Regions from separate parts of the Oryctolagus cuniculus genome. Here region 2 is linked to region 1. A link is a contact called in public Micro-C data. All regions are on one chromosome and are shown on one strand. The core of a region is the stretch at or near the end of the contact, and the rest is flanking DNA. Distances in the headings are between cores, read along the strand shown. Region 1 holds the start of MBD2 (methyl-CpG binding domain protein 2). Region 2 overlaps MBD2 (methyl-CpG binding domain protein 2).

What was found. Hi-C and Micro-C count contacts between places; a contact is called where the count stands out from the background.
Region 2: a Micro-C map of ear pinna shows a contact between it and region 1, with 4 times the contacts expected there. The contact joins the enhancer-like site here to the promoter of MBD2 in region 1. A contact is called at or near these places in 3 of 6 Hi-C or Micro-C datasets (ear pinna, psoas muscle and an unstated tissue).

The regions. Positions count from the first base shown.
Region 1 is chr10:24,014,104-24,017,830 of mOryCun1.1, reverse strand. MBD2 (methyl-CpG binding domain protein 2) reads right to left here and starts at 2,283. Exons shown (of 10, transcript XR_011379325.1): 1 at 2,068-2,283; 2 at 1,995-2,019; 3 at 600-814; 4 at 380-484. POLI (DNA polymerase iota) reads left to right here and starts at 2,277. Exons shown (of 11, transcript XM_051851199.2): 1 at 2,277-2,476. The coding sequence starts at 2,368.
Region 2 is chr10:24,056,184-24,060,479 of mOryCun1.1, reverse strand. It overlaps MBD2 (methyl-CpG binding domain protein 2), which reads right to left. Exons shown (of 10, transcript XR_011379325.1): 5 at 177-1,596. Among named protein-coding and RNA genes, the nearest start is that of POLI, 43 kb to the right of the region's middle. Within about 2 kb of position 1,274, at least 5 of the 8 cell types and tissues checked have an H3K27ac peak or open chromatin away from gene starts, as enhancers often do. A contact at or near this core is called in ear pinna, where this site is marked.

The DNA of each region.
Region 1 (3,727 bases), core at 1,034-3,533:
CAAATTGACACTCTTGTTTATGGCGTCAGTAATCACCCTAGGCTCTTGTCATGAGTTGCCAAGGCTATGGAAGCCTTTTGAGTTCTCTGATCATATTTAGACAAGGTCGTAGTCAAAGTGGAAGTTCTCTCCTCCCTTCAGAGAAAGGTACCTCCTTCTTTGATGACCTGTTCTTTCCCCTGGGATCTCACTCGTGGAGATCTTTCATTTAGGTCTTTTTTTTTTTTTTTTTTTTTTTTTTTTTTTTTTGCCAGAGTGTTTTGGCTTTCCATGCCTGTAATACTCTCATGGGCTAAAAGCCACTTTTCAAGTTTGACAACTGACCGGGAAATAAATGCAACCAAAGCAAGAAATTGCTGTTTTTTAAATCCTTACTCACTTTTACCCCAGTCTATGATGTGAATATAAGTGAGCTGTGATGATCTCTCCTAAAGGAACTGTTTTCCTCTGCCATGGTACCTCAGTGGTTTGCATCATTCTCAATCTGGAAGAATTTAAAAAAATAAAAAAATCTTAGTTTTTCTAAAATTATTGGACTCTTGACTGGCACTTAATGGCCAAAGAAGAACTCAATTCAAAAGCGCTTTATCTAGACTTACCAAACAGCATTCATAAAAAAATAGCATAGCTCTAAACAGGCAATGCAGATCCTAGAGAGGAGACTTTTAGGGAAGCGGTCCAAATGTCGAAGAATAAATACCCAACGAGGAAGGTCTGGTCTTCAAACCATTGAGCCCCAGCTAGGCTGGTTATTCCTTCTCCTTTCTGGATGCATCAACATTTCCTTTAAAATATTTCTCAACATTCTCAGATCCTATTTGATAAGAAACAGAATCATGCAAAAAATTACATGTTTGAATACAAGTGCATATATATATTTTAATGTCTGTATATATGTGTTTGCATATACATATATTCATATACACAGAATAGCATAAAGAGCAAGAGTGTGAGAAATGTAAATAATTGGAAGAAATACACATACACATACACACACACACAAACCAACAAACACAGACACTCATGGCATCCTCATAGAAGGCAAAGAAAGAACTAATAATTATTCAGCAACTTCAACGTGTTAGCTGTTTTATATACATCAGGGTATTAAAGCTGTATGTCAGGGGCCAGCACTGTGGCGTAGTAGGTTAAGCCTCCACCTCTGGCGCCAGCACCCCATAGGGGGACTGGTTGGAGTTCTGGCTGCTCCACTTCCAATCCAGCTCCCTGCTGATGGCTTGGGAAAGCTGTAGAAGATGGTTCAAATCCTTGGGCCCCTGCACCCATGTGGAAGACCTGGATGAAGCTCCTGGTTCCTGGCTTCGGATGGGCCCAGCTCCAGCCACTGCAGCCCTTTGGGGAGTGAACCAGTGAGTGGAAGACCTTTCTCTCTGTCTCCCCATCTCTCTGCCTGTGACTCTGCCTCTCAAATAAATAAATCTTTTTTAAAAAAGTTGTCAGTTTTTTATCTATTCATTTTATCTCAAAATATTTAAGATAATTTTTTCATTTTCTTTTCTTGTTTTTTCTTCTTTTTTTAAACAGCAGAGCAGCTGAGGCTCAGAGAGTCACATAATTAGCAAGGGGAAAGGTTTAGATTGGAGATTTTATGACATCAAAACTCATGGATCAAAATCCTATTCAGTTTTGGTACTAAATCTTGGATCCAGGAGCAGGTATTTAGCCTGGCGATTCAGACACTCATATCCTACGTTGGAGGAGCTGGGTTCAATTCCTGAGATCCTGACTTCAGCTTCGTGTCAGTGCAGACCGTGGGAGGCAGCAGGAAATGAGCGGCTCAGGTAGCTGGGCCCCTGCCCAACGTGGGAGACCACGTGGGAGACCAGAATTGAGTTCCTGGCTTCTGTCTTCCTTAGCCTAGCTCAGCCCCAGTCACTGTGGCAATCTGGGGGGAGTGTACAAGCTGATGGGAGCTGTCAAACCGGGTCCAATAATTAAATAAAGCAAACGCCACCTCACAAACCTTAACACACTTGCCATCATCGTTCGCATGGCCACCTGGAGCTTACCATAACGGGCACCCACCCCTGCTCCCCCTGCTCTCACCAGAAAGAAAGAGTTCAGGTCTAGGATTAGCAATTACATTAACATGGATCAGGAGGCAGCAGAGATGAAAGTTAAAATACGTGGTGTGCACCGAACGTCAAAGCCCTCAAGGAAAAACCGAGCTGACTGGGGTTTCGATTCCAGCCACCCGACCCGGGAACCCCGGCCCGCGCGTCACTCCGGGAAGCGGGCCGGTTGGCCGCCACACGCCGGCGCCAGCGGCCGGACTCGGGGCCGCGGTTTCCCAGGAGACCGGGCGGAAGCGGGCGGAAGCCGCCGCGCGCGGAGAGCGGCTGCAGCATGGCGACGCTGGGGGTGGAGTCGGAGGAGGAAGGCGGCGGCGACGAGGAAGAGGACGAGGCTTGGGCCATGGAGCTGGCGGACGCGGAGGCGGCCGGCGGCTCGCAGGGTGCTCTGAGGGCGTAAACGAGGAGGGTGTGGCGGGACGCGCGGGTGGGCGCCCCTGCGGCCTCCGGCGCCTTTCGCTTTCCCGGCCCTGTCCAGGGAGGGTTTCCCTTATCTGCCTCGTGTTTCTCAGGCAAGGGGCATCCCTCGGGGGGGATGACTTCGTCTCGCAGGTGCAAGGTGGGTGGCGTCAGCCCGCCGCCGGCACGTGGAGGACGCAGCCCCCGAGGGCGGCGAGGCGGAGCCGGTCGCGAGCTGCCGGGCTGCGTCAGGTTAGAGAAGTTGAGAACCATGTCGGTCTCCTGCTGGGGGCCTGCGATCCGGCCTCGGTTTGGGCTGGAAGGGATGGCCGCCGGGAAGCCAGGAGTTGGGAGGTTGAAACATTCCCGACCTCAGGTTCCTGCCTGTGGCAACCCCAGGGCCTGCAGGCAAACCTCTGCCTCACATTCTTTGCATTAAAAAAAAAAAAAAAAAAAAAAAAGGAATATCATGGTTACAGAAAAAAAAGTTGCAGAGCGATGCCCTTAATTTTAATGTCTTGCATTATCTTGGTACGTTTGTCAGAACTAAGAAATCAACATTGGTATAATATTGCTAAGTGGACTACACTGTATTCACGTTACCAGTGCTTACCCTAATGTTCTTGGCTGTTCCAGCATCAAACGAGACTACCACCACTGCATCTCGCCTGCCTGATTTAACCTGGTTGAAGAGCCCTTCTTGCCTCTGTCAACCCTTCCTCTGCCCATGCATGAGTTAAAGACTTTTTTGAAATCCAAGAAATAATTGGGTCTTTCCAGTTAGTGAGTGGTGTTGAGCAGTCTCTTATGTCCTGCATGCTTTTCTAGGCGCTGGGGTTAGCACGAAACCAGATAATCCTGCTCTCAAGTAGGAGTTAAATTGAGTCCACTGCAACTCACAGGTTGTCCTTTGATGTTTTACGTGGCAGATTTTTTTAAATGTAAGGACATGCCACAGTGTAATGTTGGAAATCAACATTTCAACTTTTCTGCCCTTTCTGATTTATTCTAAAAGCTACTATGTACTTCAAAAGGATAGTATTAGTACTTGCATCATCCATAATGGATCAAGAAACTTTTAGTCAACTATTTTTCTAGCGTGAGAAAAATAACTATGCAAAGAAATGGAAGCAGGATTGAAGACCCTACTATAGATGGAGTTTAAGGTCTTTGTAATTTTTAAATTTTGACAAAACAAATCCAAGAAAAACTTAAAATCACTCTGCCGTCTTCTT
Region 2 (4,296 bases), core at 25-2,524, 44 kb before region 1:
GCATGGGACGCCGGGGCCGACTCCCACCCGAGGGTTCACACCCCTCACTGCCCGGCCAGCCTGCCCTGCACACACATCCCCCGGGCCCCTCCGGGGACCCCCGGCCCAGGCCAGCTCTTGACCCTTGACCCCGGGCTGACCCCGCCGCCCCCTCCCCCCCCGCCCCAGGGCGGTACCTGAAGTAGTAGACATCGCTCTTGCCGGCACTGAGCCCAGATTTTCGGATCACTTCCTCCTTCTTCCATCCGGGGGGGAGGGCCGGGCAGTCCATCCTCTTCCCGCTCTCCGTGGCCCGGGGTCCCCTGGGCCCCGGCCCCGCGCTCCCCGACGGGAAAGGGACCGGCTCCCGCCGGGGGGCGCCGCCGCCACCGCTGCTGCTGCCGCTGCCGCCGCCGCCGCAGCCGCCGCCGCCGCCGTCGCCGCCAAGGCCGCTGCCGCCACTCGGGGGACGGCCGCGGCCCCGGCCCCGGCCCCGGCCCCGTCCCCGGCCACGGCCCCGGCCCCGGCCACGGCCACAGACGCCGCCGCCCCGGCCCGCCTGCTTCCACCGCCCCCGGCCACGGCCGCCGCCCCGAGCGCCTTCCCTGCGCACGCCGCTCACCGGGGACGGGGCGAGCGCGCTGCCCTGGCCCCCCTGCTCTATGGCGGAGTCGCCGCCAGCGCCGCTGCCGCCCGCTGCGCTCTCCCCCTCCTCCTGCTCCGGGCAGCAGCGGCCTCCCCCCGGGTGCGCGCGCATCCAGCCCCCTCCCCAGCCGGCGCTGCGCTTCTTCCGTAACCGAGCCCTTGGAATCCCGGAGACCCGCCCCGCCCGCAGCGCGGCGCGCGGGGTACGCGCGCAAGCATCATAGAGCGGGCGCGCACAGAGCGGCCCTCCCGCCCGGGGCGTGGCCCCGGCCGCCGCCTCTTAGGTCCTCCAAGCGTTCCGAGCGCCCATCTTGTCTCCGCCTCCTCGGGGACACGCCCTCCCAGGCCGCACCGGCTCCGCCCCCGGCCGCGCCCTTCCGGCCCCCGCCCCCCGGGACGCGCCGAGCCCGGAAGGCCGGTCGGGCTCTGAGTCACTGGGGACCCCGCGCCCCAGCGACGGCGCGTACCGGGTTTACAGCAGGGTTCGTCGCCCGCGCTGCGTGTCGTTACCTGTGTTTACTGCCCAATGAATGAACGACAGACGAGCTGGACCTCGTGTTCTGTTCCCTAACGATCACTGGGATACCCCCTTTCCAGGGCTTCCCGGGGAACTCCGAGAAGGAGGCCGCGGGGCCCTGGGATGATGGATTATAGGTGTTGGCCAGGGCCTGAGCTCAGGGCCTCTGACCGACGGCGCTAGAACTTCCTGAGCGTGGAGACAGGGAAGCAACTTGGAATATGACCTTTAGCCACGTGGGACTTACCTTTAGACTCAAAACCTGAGTCCGTGTAGAATTTACCGAATTTCTCAGGATCATTTCTTAATTTCGATGTTCTTGTCTAACACGAGAATCCATGGCCTTTGACTCGGTAAATACTCTTGTGTTGAAAGTCCAACCTAACAACCACTAGGAATCTGTGAAATGCGTTTGTTTGCAGATTCTTCATTCACACTAAGATTTTAAAGGATAGCTGGAAATAGATGAAGGAAAAACTAATATAAATTTGAGAAGCACGTTTTCTATATGTTATTAAACATTTATGGCTATGTGCTACCAGAATTAAACATGGCATATTACCAAATGGATGTCTGAAAAATATAAAGCTATCAGATTCATGATAATACTAGGCTTCTGAACGCATAGGAGCTAAAAGTTGAGACTGAGTTTAATGTATAGAAAAACTGGTTAATGTTGGTATGATGTAATGGAAAATTATAATTTTACCTTTGCAATACATGCAAACATTGACTCATACACCCAAACTTGTCTGTCTCTGAGCCTGACCTTTTAATGTCCCTGATTTGAGATATACTATGTTACAGCTTCCCACAGGAATTCCATCTAGAAATGTGTCCAGAAAAGAGTTGAAGTCCAAGTCCACTTTCCAGGAGAGAGCTCACTTCTGGAGACATGCACTTAGAAGTCATCTGTCAAAGTGACAGAGACCTCCAAGATGAGCATATATGTTTAATAATAATAAAAGGATCAGGAACTGAAGCTAGGGAATACAAATACTCAAGGCTCAATTGAAGGAACAAAAGTCAGAAAAAATGGGATTAAAATGTGAATGACAAACACTCTGTTAGATGGAGTACCATGATTTTCTCACCTAATGAAAACTGAAAGGTAAATAAATGTAAGAAAAAAATCTTAGGAGAAAAGGCAGTTGAGACAATAGATGGGAAAAGATGTACTTGTGGCAAATTTACCTCTCCAGGATACAAGTCAAATAACATGACTATAAAAAGCATGTTTAGAGGAATAAATTACGAGAACTCAGGGTCATGATTTTGACTTCAACTACTAGATTCCATTCGCTAAATGCCAGTATAGTTTAGCATTCTCTCTGTTCAGAAAAACTTTATTCACGCATTTCAAAGATTTTTGGCCACACATATTTTTCTACTGTGATACCATAGAGCAATGTATAAATATTAATAATAACAGTGGCACTTAAATATTTTCCGCTGAAGGAAGAAAACATTCCTATCAAGGAAATAGAATGAATTTTGGGGACTAGATTGAGACCCTAACAGTATGAAAATACATGCAATACCTAAGAGACAGGCCCCTTGTATTCCCTTAAAATACCGGGCAAGCAATAAACTTTTTCTGCCTCTAGGAAAATGCACTTTATATCACACCTGGGAAAACTATAGCAGCACATTGTTTTTCACAAACAGTAAAGTTGTGACCAAATTTTTCAATTTTATCTCTTATAATGAATAAGGTCTTACTGGCTTATTTTAAGGAAAAAGTGAAAAACAAAAACAAGAGAGGATTATGTATGAAATCTGGTCCATTAAAGGAACAATGGAGATTTAACCACCTCTGATCCCTGCCTCCCAGGTGTAAAGGCAGGTGCTGAAAAACACCAGCTGTCACCCCTATTAGCCTACCCATTGTTCCAGATATTTTCCCTTTATTGTTTACCACATCAATCAGAGGTTAAGCCCTTAAAGAAATGGTAGTTGTCAAAAAAATAACTGTTAATTTCTATTTTTAGTTTGAAAAATAGAACAGATTCAGGAGGAATTGTTACACAGTAATGTCTTTTTTTGAGATTTGCATGTTTCATTGGCAGCTATATAACCTGCATTAGAATCTTTGGGTGTGATAAAATATTCAATAAAAACAGGACATAGGTAATAGAAAATCTTACTTTTTCTACTGCGCATATTTTCATCAAGTGATAACAGTCGCATCAGTTTCCCTCTCTTAGAGTCTAAGCAGTAAGATCAGGTTTATCAAGACACTAAATGGGAGTGATGGCACAGTGAAAAACTTTTTGCAGTTCTAATTAGGAGACTTTATGATTCACTGAGTTGGCCCAACTGCTAATACCCAACAAAAACAAAATACTGCTGGCACCACACGTCAAGGCCAAATGACACTTTCAAGTATGCACAGTATAAATAGATTTTTTAATACTCTTCCACTTGGAATGACTACAGAGAAACCCCATGCTTAATAGTACAAACTAAAAAAAGAAGAGTTAATTATCTGAAAAGCACGCGAAAACAAGAAGTGGCAAATTTGGAACCAAGGAAAATCATTTTAGCGTCTGGTATTCAAAAAGAATTTTTTTTAGGATTAAAGGATAGAAACACACATATTTGATTTAACTGCTTCTAAGTAAAAATCACAGTGTTACTAGTAAAAATAAAATTATCTTTGGCTTGGAGAGCCCTAAAATACAACTTAATATGTTAGCCGATGGTTGTTAGCTTAATTCTGGCTACATCACACCCCATCAGAGAAGGGGCTGTCTCTGCTGCGGCTCACAAGAAGACGAAGAGTGGTAACTAAGTAAATCAGAAAATAGACCTCATCAAGGGAGAGGTCCTTTCCCAACGTGTCACACACATCTCACAATGGCAGAACAAAGACAAGAACCCAACTCTCCTGACACCAAGATGAGAGCTTGGTTGGTTTGATTGCTTCCAACTGCTCTTTCTTCTCGTGTCTTTGTCCGCACACCTGCTGCGACCTTTGATTGGGAAAAATCTCTCCTACCCTTGCCCTCACCCCTCCTAGCACTGTCCCTGGGCCAACTTCTATTAGACACCATATAGCCAATGAGCCTTCTCCCTATTCCTCCACTTTTACACTACTTCGCACCCCCCCCCCAAGGTGTGTATTCTGTGCCAAACTATCACTGGGTTTTCCC